2 separate regions of the Rattus norvegicus genome follow, and region 1 is linked to region 2. The links are chromatin contacts, called in public Hi-C maps. All regions are on one chromosome and are shown on one strand. The core of a region is the stretch at or near the end of the contact, and the rest is flanking DNA. Distances in the headings are between cores, read along the strand shown. Region 1 overlaps Rasgef1a (RasGEF domain family, member 1A). Region 2 holds the start of Rasgef1a (RasGEF domain family, member 1A).

Region 1 (6,018 bases), core at 2,062-4,561, 59 kb before region 2:
ACTTTGCATAAATACCCAGGGTGCTGCCAGAAGGTGGAGGGGGCCATCAGCCGGCTCCCCTCACCCCCTCCCCGCCTCCGCCAGCTTGGGGAGGGGTCTGCTTTCTGAGGCAGCACCAGGCTTCTATTTTTTAACTCAACAAAAACTGAGGCTATTTTTAGCTCGGCAAGCTGCAGGACATCACAATTAGCAACTGAAAATTACACATCCTGCCTGTCTCTCCACTGCTGGCTGGGCGGGGGTGATCCAGGATGGAGCTGGGACCCAGCCCTGTGCCCCTACCCTCAAGGGCACAAAACCAAAAGGGCAGATCAGAGGTCGCAGTCAGGGCTGTGCTGGCTGCTTGGACTCAGGTGGAGGGCACATGAGCCCAACTCTGCCAGGGACCCTACAAAATGGCTTCTAATCACTCTTTCCAGAAAACATTAGCACTGAGCTGGGGCAAGGAGAGAGATGCCAGGGCGTTCACTCCTTGTTCATTAATGGATGCCCCCTAAGTACACAGCCAGCTTCCTGGAGCCGGTACAAACCCTTCAGTAAGGCTTCAGTGGGCCAGAGAATTTACCTCAGAGGCTTTGGGCCTCTCTGTCACATCTCCAGAAGGTTGCCATCAGATCACTGGCAGGGCCACCACACTCTCGAATACAGCAGTTCTAAATTGTAACTAGGAATCGGAGCGGGCACTGGGAAGGTGCAATTAGAAGACTTGGTGTGTTAGGTGAGTCAGGGCACACCTCTCCACAGGCTCAGCCACTCAGCCTTGAAAGGAGAGGCCCGAGAGCCAAGCATCTCCTGGTTTGGAAACTACTAGGCCCTCACTTGGGACCAACAGGGGACACAAATGAACTTCACACCTCTCCAGCCAAAGTCCCCTCAGGACAGGCACTTCCACATCACCTCACTGTACCCTTTTGTCACTACTACTCCCTCAGGATCTGGAGTATCATTTGTACTGAGGGCCAGTCAGGAATCTGCTGAGGAAAAACAAGGCTTCCATGCAGTTAACAGGCTCTCTTCTGCCCTATGCTAACAAAAACTTTAGCATCAATCCCCCTGCCCTTCTATCTGCAGTTCTCATTTCCCATATCCACTTGAAGCAGGAGATACTTGGGGAGCCCATGGCCCAGTCCCCCCCCCCGGGGGTTTGGCCCATGACCTGAGCTACAGGTAAGCTACTGTCTGAGAGTCAGCACAGGCTCTATCCAGACTCCCTCAAACCCAGGTCCTCTACACGATCAGATAAATGGCCTTCCAGGCTAAGCGGAGACATCTCTCGAGCTCCTCCCTTGAGCTCCTGTTGTGATCCCATCCTCTGGATCCACACACAGCCGGTAGGCAAGGTCCAGCCACAAGCATAGCCTAGGCCTGAGCTGGCCAGAAAGCAACTACATCATTCTGTTGAGATGAAGCACCTCTCCCCGTAACACATGACAGCAAAGTGAAGCTTCAAGGCTCGAGGCTTGGGATGCACCTGGCTGCTTTGACAAGGGCAGGACAGAGACTGGGAGCTGGTACTGGCCTTTCCCCGGCCAGGCCTCTGGGCCCCCTGTTAACACCTTGTAAGGCAGCCAGTTGGCCCATGGCACAGAGGGAAAGACAGAGGCTGCCTCTGACTCCTGGCAGATGGATTCCTTTGGCCTGCTATTCAGTCCTATCTCAGGCATGGAGGCTCAGAGCGGCTGTGGCCCAGGGTGACCACTTGCCTCCTGTCTTTTTATTAGGGGTGTAGAAATAGCAAGCTTCCTTCTGCTCAGAGGCCACTCTAGTTGTCACCCTCCTGTGCTTTCTACAGCAAGCAAGTTCTTGGGAGTACTGGCCCCTAATCCAGTGGCTGAGCTATGGGAACACCAAGCCCAGTGGCCATGAGATAGCTGGAGGTCAATGGGTCACACATTAACTCCCACATAAGGTTAACCTCAAGAAGCCATAGTTACAATGCCATAAAGGAAGGCCACATTTGGGGCTGGTAAGATGGCTCCTACGTAAAGGCACTTGTACCAAGACCAAAGGTCTACCTGAGTTTGAGCACCAGAACCCACATGGTGGAAATAGAGGACCCTTGCTGTTATCTGTGATCCATGCTGTGGCACGTGTCACACATACACACACACACAGACACTCACACATTCACACACACATGCACACATACACCACATACACACACACCACATAGACACACACAAACACCACACCACACACACACAAACACAAACACCACACCACGCACACGCACACCACATACACACACAACCCACACATACCACACACACACACATATGCACACACACATACACACACATGTACGCACACACACAAACACAACACCACATACACACACACCACATACACACACACACACACACACACACACACACACACACACACACACACACGTATCTTCTCTTAAAGAAGGATCGAGTTTGCCTTGCTCTTAGAATGGGCCAGGGCCTGGCATAGGGTAGCGGGCTGGGATCCCACAAGGAGGCGGCTGCCATGGGAACCAGAGAGCCAGCCACAGCACCTCCTCTGGTACTTCTCCACAAAGGCAGGGCCTGAGCACAACACGGATAATTGAAGCTTTGTTGCAGGCGCATGGCTCGTGTTTTCCTTCTGAAATCCTCTCTATTACCATATTTACTATGAATTAACGGAGGAATGCTGCCATCTCCACACTCCTAGCTACAGATCCTGCTACGTCTGAGCATTCCCCATCCTCTTCCCTCCCTCACTGCTCCTTCTTGTCCAGCAGCTTCTTCTGGTGGCTGCTCGGGGGACAGTATGTCATTGTCCACCAATAACTACCCCATTCTCAAAGTCCGAGAGCCGTGGGCTGGGAGCAGGTAGGATTTCAGAGAATCCCTGGCCTTTCCCAGCAGCGGGGTAGCTGCAAGCTTGCCTCCCACCAACCCGGGGCTTGGAAAGTTGCAGCTCTTGGCCTATGCTGTCATCTCCTCTGATGCTGACTCTGTAGGAATTAACCGCCTCCCTTGCGTGCAGTTTGGCTTCTGGATCTCGTATTTCTGGAGCCCAGCTGGCCACAGACATGGACAACAGGCAAATAGGGAATCTTAGCAAACGGCCATCCTCTTCCTAGGAGTTTTCCAGGGAGCTATGGAGGAGGGAGGAGAAGTGCCGTGGGAAGCCACCCTCGTGGGGTCCTCTTTCCCAAACAGTGTCCCCGAAGAACACTGGAATAGGAGGCTCTGTTGCCAGTCAGAGCCTAGTGCTGCAGCCAGGACTCTTGCCCGGATCCAACAGGAAGAGACCTGAGCACACTACTGACAGCTTGGCCCCAGCCATAGCCCTGCGCAAGGCTCATGGCATGACAGAGGCAACAAGCTGGTGGGGTCAGAGGCGAGGGCCCTAAGGAGGGTAGACCAGAAGGATGGATGGGAGGGAGGAGGAAGGCAGGCACTTCTCAGAGCTGTCAGCCACCCTCCATGGCTGCCTGTGGATGCTGAATTTAGACAAGGAACGGGGGTCCTTTTAATTTAAATGACACTTAATTAGACCGAGCAAAGATTTTTTTTCTTCTTTGTGTTTAAAAACAAATCATTCCACTTGCTTGGATTTTCATCTTGGCAGATGTCCAGAGACACATCCCTGAGACCCATATGGCTTGAAACAGGGAGCCTTCTGTGAGTCAGTGAGTGGGAAGGGTGGTGGAGGGGTGCCCACCTCTCTGCTGGGCCCTTGTCCAGTGGCTGCAGACTCGGAGGCAGGACAGGACACACGGCCAAGTCTCCCCATGCTGCATACAGGGCAGCATTCCTGTGTGCCCAGGCCCTGGAGGTTCATCCAGGGCCAGTGACATGGCCACCCCTGTCCTTCCCTAGGGCAACTCACGTTCCTACATCTTGTCTTCCAGGAAAAACTACAAATGTCCAAGGGACTGAAGCCATCATCCCAGGACTTACAGCCGATAGGTGATTCTCAGGGTGTTTAAGACCTTTGAGTGGAGACACCATCCTCAGGGATCCCTCACATAGCCAACAGTAGAGGACTCTTGGGAAGGTTGGGGCAGCCTGGGGTGAAAGCTGAAGAGAGTAGCTAGATCTTGAGAGACCAAACCAGGTGGAGGAGGGTAGCCCTCACAAAAGTTCTGAATAAAACAAAATTATGGCAGTGGAAACAGGGGAAGGACTTGCCGGGAGGTAAATAGATTTAGTGGAGGCAGAAGAACTCCTTAAATTCAAGAGCTGCCTCTTAGAAACACAACTAAAAAGTTAACATCTTGCAATGGGGCACAGCGGTTCACATCTTTAATTCCAGCACTTGGGAGACTGAGGCAGGAGGATCAGAAGTTCCAGGTCAGCCTGGGCCACACAGTGAGACTTAAGTCACAAAAACACCAAACAAACCAACTTTCCCGGGACTGGGGTGGAAGCATGGCTCAGTGGTCAGTACAGGCCTAACATGTACAAGGCCCTGGTTTCCACTGAGAGTCAGAGACAGGGAGAGAAAGACCATCCATCTAAGCAACAAAAGGAACGTAAAATGAGGGGGAAGCTTTTTACGAACCTCTACTCTGGAAAGTTTTACATGATCTGGAAGCCCTTTGAACTGGCATCTTCCTCAAAAATACAAATAATCAGAACAGACTAACCGTGTTTAGAACTTGAGTAGACCAGTAAGCACAACGCACATTAAGGAAGTTGGCGGCCACCTGAAGCTTGGGAGGACACAAAAGCAGGCCAAGAGGGCTCCTAAAATGAATTATTTTATGCCTTCGAGAATCAGAGAATTTTGTACCATACTTAAACCACTCAAAGCCAGACAGGTGGTGTATGCCTTTGATCCCACTGCTCTGAAGGCAGATCTCTATGAGTTGAAGGTCAGCCTGGGTTCCATAGTAAACCCAGAACAGCCAGAGCTAAAAGAAGAGATGCTATGCCTACCTCCAAAACAAAAACTAACTAAACAAACAGACAAACAAATTACTTCAGCCATACGCTCCTTCAGAAAAGCTTTCCTGCTCATCCTATGAGGCCAAGAGCTCCAGAGGAGACCAGCATCTGAGGAATGGAAGTGCGAGACACCTATAGCTGGAAAATACACCAGGAAACAGCATCACATCCACGAAGCAAACTCGGTAACCCTTTACAACACAGTAGAGCCTGGCCTAGCCAGATTTATTCCAGGAACATGGGGACAAAGTGCATAAGTCAACACATCGATAGGCTCGGCAGAAACTGTCGATGGCTCAGCTGGGTACAGGAAAGCCGTGATGAAACTGTAAATCCATTCCCTGTGAGCAACTCGGCAATGAGTGTGGGACTGGGGTGAGAACGGAGAGCTGCAGGTACCACAGGGCTGATGGCAGACTTCGGGAAATGGGTCAGTACTCCCGACAGTGAGGCAAGCCCAGGATGACGACTGCCACAGGTTGCTTTGCGTCCTGGGCTTCAGCACTCACGGATACAACTGACAGGGGTGCTGTGTCCACTGTCTTCCAGCCCTAGGCACCCAAGGGCCACCACTGCCAGAGGCTAGATTCCTCAGCTGCCTCCGCTCAGGAGCACAGAGAAAAAGATCAAGGGGCTTGAGCAAAGACTTGGGCCAGCAGACAGGGGCAGGCAGCCCAGCTGAGGGGCACCAGGATGGAGTAAACCCATCAGACTTCCGTACAGTAGACTGCACAGCCCCCAGCTGCATTTCACACCACCCTTGCAGACTACAGACTCCGTGGTCTCTGCAGGGGCTAATGATGCCTCCACCCTAGACCGACCCTCAATGCCCATGGACCTATCAGCTGCAAGGCCTCTGCTGTGCCATCGAAACACACCAAATCACCTCCCTCTCATCTTCTATTGTCTCTGTTGCTAGAATCCGAGCTCCCTGATTATGTTCCCTGATTGGCCCTGTCCTGGCCAGCACTATCCTTGACCCTCCCCGTGAAGCATCCAATGATGGCCTGAAGGCCCCAGGCATAGTCATCCCTCCCAAGACCCTAGGGACAATAGCCTGCCATGACAGTCTCAGGTGCTCCCAAAAGCCCAACCTCCCACACAGGTGACA
Region 2 (5,759 bases), core at 2,302-4,801:
GTGTGTGTGTGTAGCACCAGCCCCAGGCTATTCTACTCAGAGTCATTGGAAGTCCCACAGGCTCAATTTCAGGCCTCCCTTCCGGGAGTTATCTAGTACTCGGCTCCCTGACTTCACAGCCATCTCAAGAGGGACAGACTGGCTTCCCTGGCCCTGTCAGCTGCCCTGGACAGCACTGGCCAAAGCGTAGCTCCAAACCAAAGTGGTCCTCACAGTGTGGAGGGTGACTTCACATTAAGTAATCTATTTCACATCCCAGGACCAACCAAGGATCCCTGAGGAAGTTCTGTGTCAATTTAATGATGAGGGAGAAGCTTCACGGTCACAGGAAGGGTAATCCTAAATCATGCTCAATTGTACCTGAATGATCAAAGGTGATTTTCCAAAGAGGTTCATAGTCATCTGGGTCTCCCTGGGCAGCATCCCTCCTTGTCACCCTTAGGTAGGGTTAGTAATGGATAACATTTACACCTAAGGCCCTCAACTCACAGGTAACACTGAATGGTACTTAAGGCAGCCACTTGCCAGCTCTCCCAGAACACAAGGCACTTTCCAGATCTGAGCTGCAACATCCTGGCCCTTTGGACTCTGCCTGCCCTGCCATGTTCTAGTCACACCATGGCCCTGCTGATGCCAGCCACCCTTTCCCAACTGTGTCCTAGGATTGCTGTATGGAACCCTCCTGGTGACCCCAACCCAACAACATTGTTCCGATGGACTCGTTAACAGCTTGCCCACTCTGAACTGGGCCAGGAAATCCCTTGTGTCTAACTCTCAAATGGATCAACAGCCCCAATCTCTAGGCCAGAAAGATGTGAGAAAGGCAGATCACCAAAGTGAAATGGCTCATGTGTCCCCAAAGGGGACCCCAAAGGGCCAGGGTACCAGGGCCATTCCCCCAGAGTCATCACCTTCAAGATGCCCCACAGTACCCCTGCCTCCTCCCTTCCTCAGCACATCACTTCCTTGCTAAGTGCACACTCACAGGCAGGAGGGAAGTGGGCAAGCTAGAGCAAAGAAACCTGGGAGGCAGCCTGGAGTGGGCGGAAATCACACAAGGCAGATTCTGGAAGCTCTGAGAGAAAAACAGCCAGAGCAGACCATAGCTGGAGCAGATGGCCTCAGAAGGAGAAGCAGGAAGGAGGGAGGGAGGAGTCCCATCCGAGAGCAGAAGGTAGAGACCTGGCAGAGTCCAGAGATGCCTTGACCAGGTCTCTTCCCAGCAGGGCCTCACCTATGGCATAGAGCCAGGCAGACATGGGCATCACTGTCTACTGAGACCCTCCATAGCAGGGAGGAGCTCACCACCCCCTGCCTTGGCATGGCATTCTCTCTCGACCTATTTTGTGATGTAGCTTCTGGGAGACAGCAGTTCTAAGACCGTTCCAAGGCCCTGTCGGCTGCCTGGACAACACTAGCCAAAGCCCCAAGCCAGTGTGGAGTGGTCCTCACCAAGGAGGGAAGACGTGACTACATGTAAATTCAGCCAACTAAGCTGTTCACCGCAGGCCCCTTTGAAGTAGTTCTACTGGATGAAGAAACAGACCACTCCAGCATATTCCAAATTCTACTTGCCTCTCCAGGACCCAGCAACCACGTAGGCAAGCCTGCTCCTCACCTGTGTACTGGGGGAGAGACTTTAACCCCTCAACGAGGCCTCTGTAGGGCCCAGCATCTTCCCTCCTCTTTCGACTCTCTTCCTCCCTCTCCTCTCCTTCCTCCTCTGTCTGCAGTTGCTAAGTTACACCAAAACCCGATGTGTTCTGTATGAACGGTTCCATTGCTATGATTTGCCAGGTAAAAGACAGCTATCCACTGGCAGCAGGAAGACACACCTCAGAAAAACAAAACAAAACAAAACAGCAAACTCCTGGATGGTTTTTGGACCAGGACACTGGCACCCCTGTCTGAGAACATCTGCTTGGGCTCCCAAAGCCCAGGGGACACGAGCAAGAGAACACAGCTTCCACACCTTATCATGCAATCTGTTACTCTCTTCTCAGAAGCAGAGGCTATGGGCCCAGGAAAACACACACATACACACACACACACACACACACACACACACACACACACACACACACACTTCAAGCTGATGACCACCCAAAGGGTTGCTGGACCATTACAGTCCAAAGCCATAGAAGAAAAAAAGAAAAAAGAAATGCTGGCCAGGCAGGGAACTCACTTTTCTGTCCCCAGACCACACAACTTGGAGTCCCTGATGTCCTCCTACCCTGGAGCTCCTTCCTGGGCTAAGGTACTATGGCCCTAAAGTGGTACATGAAGGCCAGCATGGAAATCCCCAGGAGTGTTAAGAACCATGGTATGATTCTGTTGAAGCCAGGTCTCGGAGGGGCCTGCAGCCCGCCCATGGCTCACAAGTCTCCCAACTCTCCACCAGGATAAGGGGTGCTGTTTTGCTCTGGAGAGCCCAAGCCCCAGCAGAGAAGGTTCTTGCCCACAGAGGCTGAAGTGGACAAGACCAAATCAAGAAGAAAATGGGAGAGCCCTGGGAAATGAAGGCCCCTGAGTGCCGATCTAAACCCAGAGCAGGAGGCCATCTGAGTCTTTCCCTTGTCCTACAGTGGGATACAGCTAATAAAAGCAGGTGATGTGAACATAAATGGAGGTTCGATGTCCTGAATAGGAAAAGAGGGAACCTGATCACCTCAAGTCTCAACCCCCAGGCAGCTTCTGAGAGGCGGGTTCCGTCAATATCCACTAGCTGCATCTCTCAGAGGTAGCTAGAGATGGAGAGATCAGGGACCCATCAGCACAGTCCCTCCCCAGTCAGCAGGCCGCAGGATGGACGGGGACACACACACACACACACACACACACACACACACACACACACACACACACACACACACAGGCTTATTCTGACTACAGCTAGCCAGCTGTACCTGTCAAAAGTGTGCACTCCCAAACGGTCCTTCAAATGACCCCGGCCCACGGGACAGAGGAGGGACGCACCTCACCATGCCCCCTGGCTCTCTACCTTCAAATGCAGTGCTTATGTCCCAATTCCTTGCCAAAGAGCAAAGGCGTGAGATACCACCCTAGACCCAGAACGCACAAGAGCAAATGGAAACTTCCAACTGCGCAGCCCTGAGCTCCTCGGATCCCCGGCCCCCTCCCCCACGCCAGGCCCTGGGCAGTGGACTTGCCAGTGGTGCCCACGCCTGCCACCCGGTGCGCTCCCACCATGCTCGTCCCGGCCGCCCCGTGCGCCGCAGGTGCAGGAGGCGCAGGGGTCCCGCCGTCCAGCCCGGGGCGGAGTTCCAGGAACTCCACGCGGGGCTCCACGTCGCCCTACCCGGCGCCCATCCCCGGACCCACGCCCGCCCGCGCTGACGACCCGAGGGGACGGCCCGCCGGAGGAGCCGAGGGGCGCGCGGGGCTGCCGCTGCCTACCTCGGTCCGCGCCAGCGTCGCTCCCGCGCCGCCCTCGCGCCGCAGCCCGGCCCCGAGCAGCGCGCGGCCGGCGCCGGCGGCTCATGCTCGGCGCCCCGGCCCGCGGCTCCCGCCCACCCGCGGCCGCCCCCGCGCTGCGCCAGCTGCGGGCAGAGCAGTTCCCTCCGCAGCCGGCGCCCGGGAGCACGAGCGCGGGGAGCGAGCGGGAGGGCGCGGGGCGAGCAGAGGAGGGTGCGGGGCGAAGGTGCCGCGGGAGAGGGCGGGCCAGGCTTTCTCTGAAAATGGATATGGCAGCCAACAGCCCCAAAGATGATGTGGCTGCCTCATTAAAACCCATTTGGCGACTCTAGGAGAGCTGCGAACATGTTTATCAGTGGTACCTGGCAAGGGAAAGTGCTCCCTTCTTCCAGTCACCCTGCGGGATTGGTAGGCTTTGGGTTCCCTCTGGGCAGATGAAAAAAACTGATGCTAGGAAGGTGAAATGAACCTGCGTGATCTCAGAGCCGGTGAGTGACAGGTCAAGGCTCCAAAGTCACCTTCAGAGATTCTATGGCTCCCATTTGTCCAGAACCACGAGAAAGATCTGAGCATTCTGGCTTCTAGTGGAACCTTCTGAGAAGATGGCCTTAAGATCCAGAATGTCCAGGGCAGGCAGCCAGATCCAAACAAGCAGAAGAACACAGCAAGCCCACAGGTTGCAGGGTCTGTACGGAAGATCGCGAGGGGCCCCACACATCTTGAAGAGACCGAAGACCCCTTTCACTCATTCAGCGAGTTTCTGGAACAGCTACTATATGCTAGATGTTATCATTGATCTGGTCACAGAATACAAATGTGACGGCCCCTGCCTCACTGAAGTTGACATTGTCATAGCAAGTAGACTAGACGGGGGGGGGGGGTTGGGGTTGGGGGGTGTCTGAGAACCATTCAAGCATTGGGTACCACTGATCCCCGGAAGAAAGAATAGCAACAAAATCCAGATAGGAAATGTGGTTGCAGTCAAGTTGGAGGATCTATTTGGGGTGGTCCAGGGAGTCTTTCGATGAAAGGGCGTTTGAACAAAGACCTGTCGGAGTCAAGCCATGCTGACTCAGAAGAGCGCAGGCCCAGGGAAGACCAAATGCAAAAGTCCTGGGGTCCAGGATCCAAGGAGGCCAGAGTGGGTGTGGTGGAGAAGAGAGCCCAGGATGTGCCAAGTGACCGAGCAGCTGACCTGGTCGCCACTAACCCATTGTGTTTTTAACACAGAACCGAGGAGCAGGAGGGTTTTACACAATAATGCCATGACCTCAGTTTTTTAAAAAAGTATTTTACGGAAAATGTGAGACATTACCATAATGGAGATCAAGACTGAAGAGATAGCTCAGTGGTGGTGAGTAAGCCTCATAGGAGTTAGCTCTCTGATGGTGGTGGTCATGGTGATGGTGAGGAGGAGGGACAAGAAGAGGAGGAGAAGGTGGGGGAGGAGGAGAAGATGAGGAGAAGGTGGGGGAGGAGGAGAATTCGAAGTATAACATGCCAAACGGCCCACCTTCACTATGGCTAATTTTAATTTATATCTCTTCCCATCATTCCCACTATTTGTTTGTTCATTTGCTGTGAACTTTAAAACATTTGGAAGTATAACATATAAACAAAAGCAAATGTGTGTCCAATAGATGCTTTAAAAGAATACAGCAATTCAGTGACTACGTTAATAGGCATTTGCCCCTGAATTTGCATTCTGAAAAGATTTCTCCCCTTTGCTTCTTTCTCGTTTTGTTTTTTGTCCCCTCTCCCCCATCTTTAATGCACATTCAGCTTGTGTTTTTTTATTATTATTTAAAATTTTCTTGCAATATATTTTTATCATGGTTCCCTTCCCACAACCCTTTGCAGATTCTCCCCCACCTCCCTATCCTACCTACTTCGTGTACATTCTCTTTCTAAAAGGGGGGGGGAAGCAAGCAAATAAAATAACAAGACAAAAAGCCCCCCCCAAAAAAAGGGAGCCAGCTGCTCCGGAGCATGAGGCCTGCCCTGGAGTGTGGGTGATCCAGCACTCCACGGAAGAAAGCTGATTTTCTGTTCCTAGTAGGTGTCCATTGCAAACACAATCTTGGCTAGGGGTAGGACTGTACATCCTTTCGCCCTTCTCATTGGTGGGCACTGGTGTCCATCCTGTGGTTGCTGCTCCATTCTGAAGACTGTTTCCTTGGAGTCCTCCACCACTTCCGGCTCTTAGAATCCTTCTGCCTCCCCTTCCGCGTAGATCCCTGATCCGTGGCAGATGGGATGCTTTGAAGACATCCCATTTAGGACGGAGTGATCCCAAAGCCTCCCTCTCTCTACACACTGTCTAG

Evidence for each region. A called contact is a pair of places that touch in the nucleus more often than the background predicts.
Region 1: a contact with region 2 is called in a Hi-C map of prefrontal cortex, with 2.6 times the contacts expected there. The contact joins the enhancer-like site here to the promoter of Rasgef1a in region 2. A contact is called at or near these places in 2 of 12 Hi-C or Micro-C datasets (frontal cortex and prefrontal cortex).

Annotation. Positions count from the first base shown.
Region 1 is chr4:152,916,689-152,922,706 of GRCr8, reverse strand. All of the region lies in intron 1 of Rasgef1a (RasGEF domain family, member 1A), which reads right to left. Among named protein-coding and RNA genes, the nearest start is that of Rasgef1a, 60 kb to the right of the region's middle. Within about 2 kb of position 3,311, at least 17 of the 93 cell types and tissues checked have an H3K27ac peak or open chromatin away from gene starts, as enhancers often do.
Region 2 is chr4:152,857,692-152,863,450 of GRCr8, reverse strand. It overlaps Rasgef1a (RasGEF domain family, member 1A), which reads right to left and starts at 3,551. Exons shown (of 13, transcript XM_006237211.5): 1 at 3,418-3,551. LOC134486839 (a long non-coding RNA gene) reads left to right here. Exons shown (of 2, transcript XR_010066262.1): 2 at 492-2,624.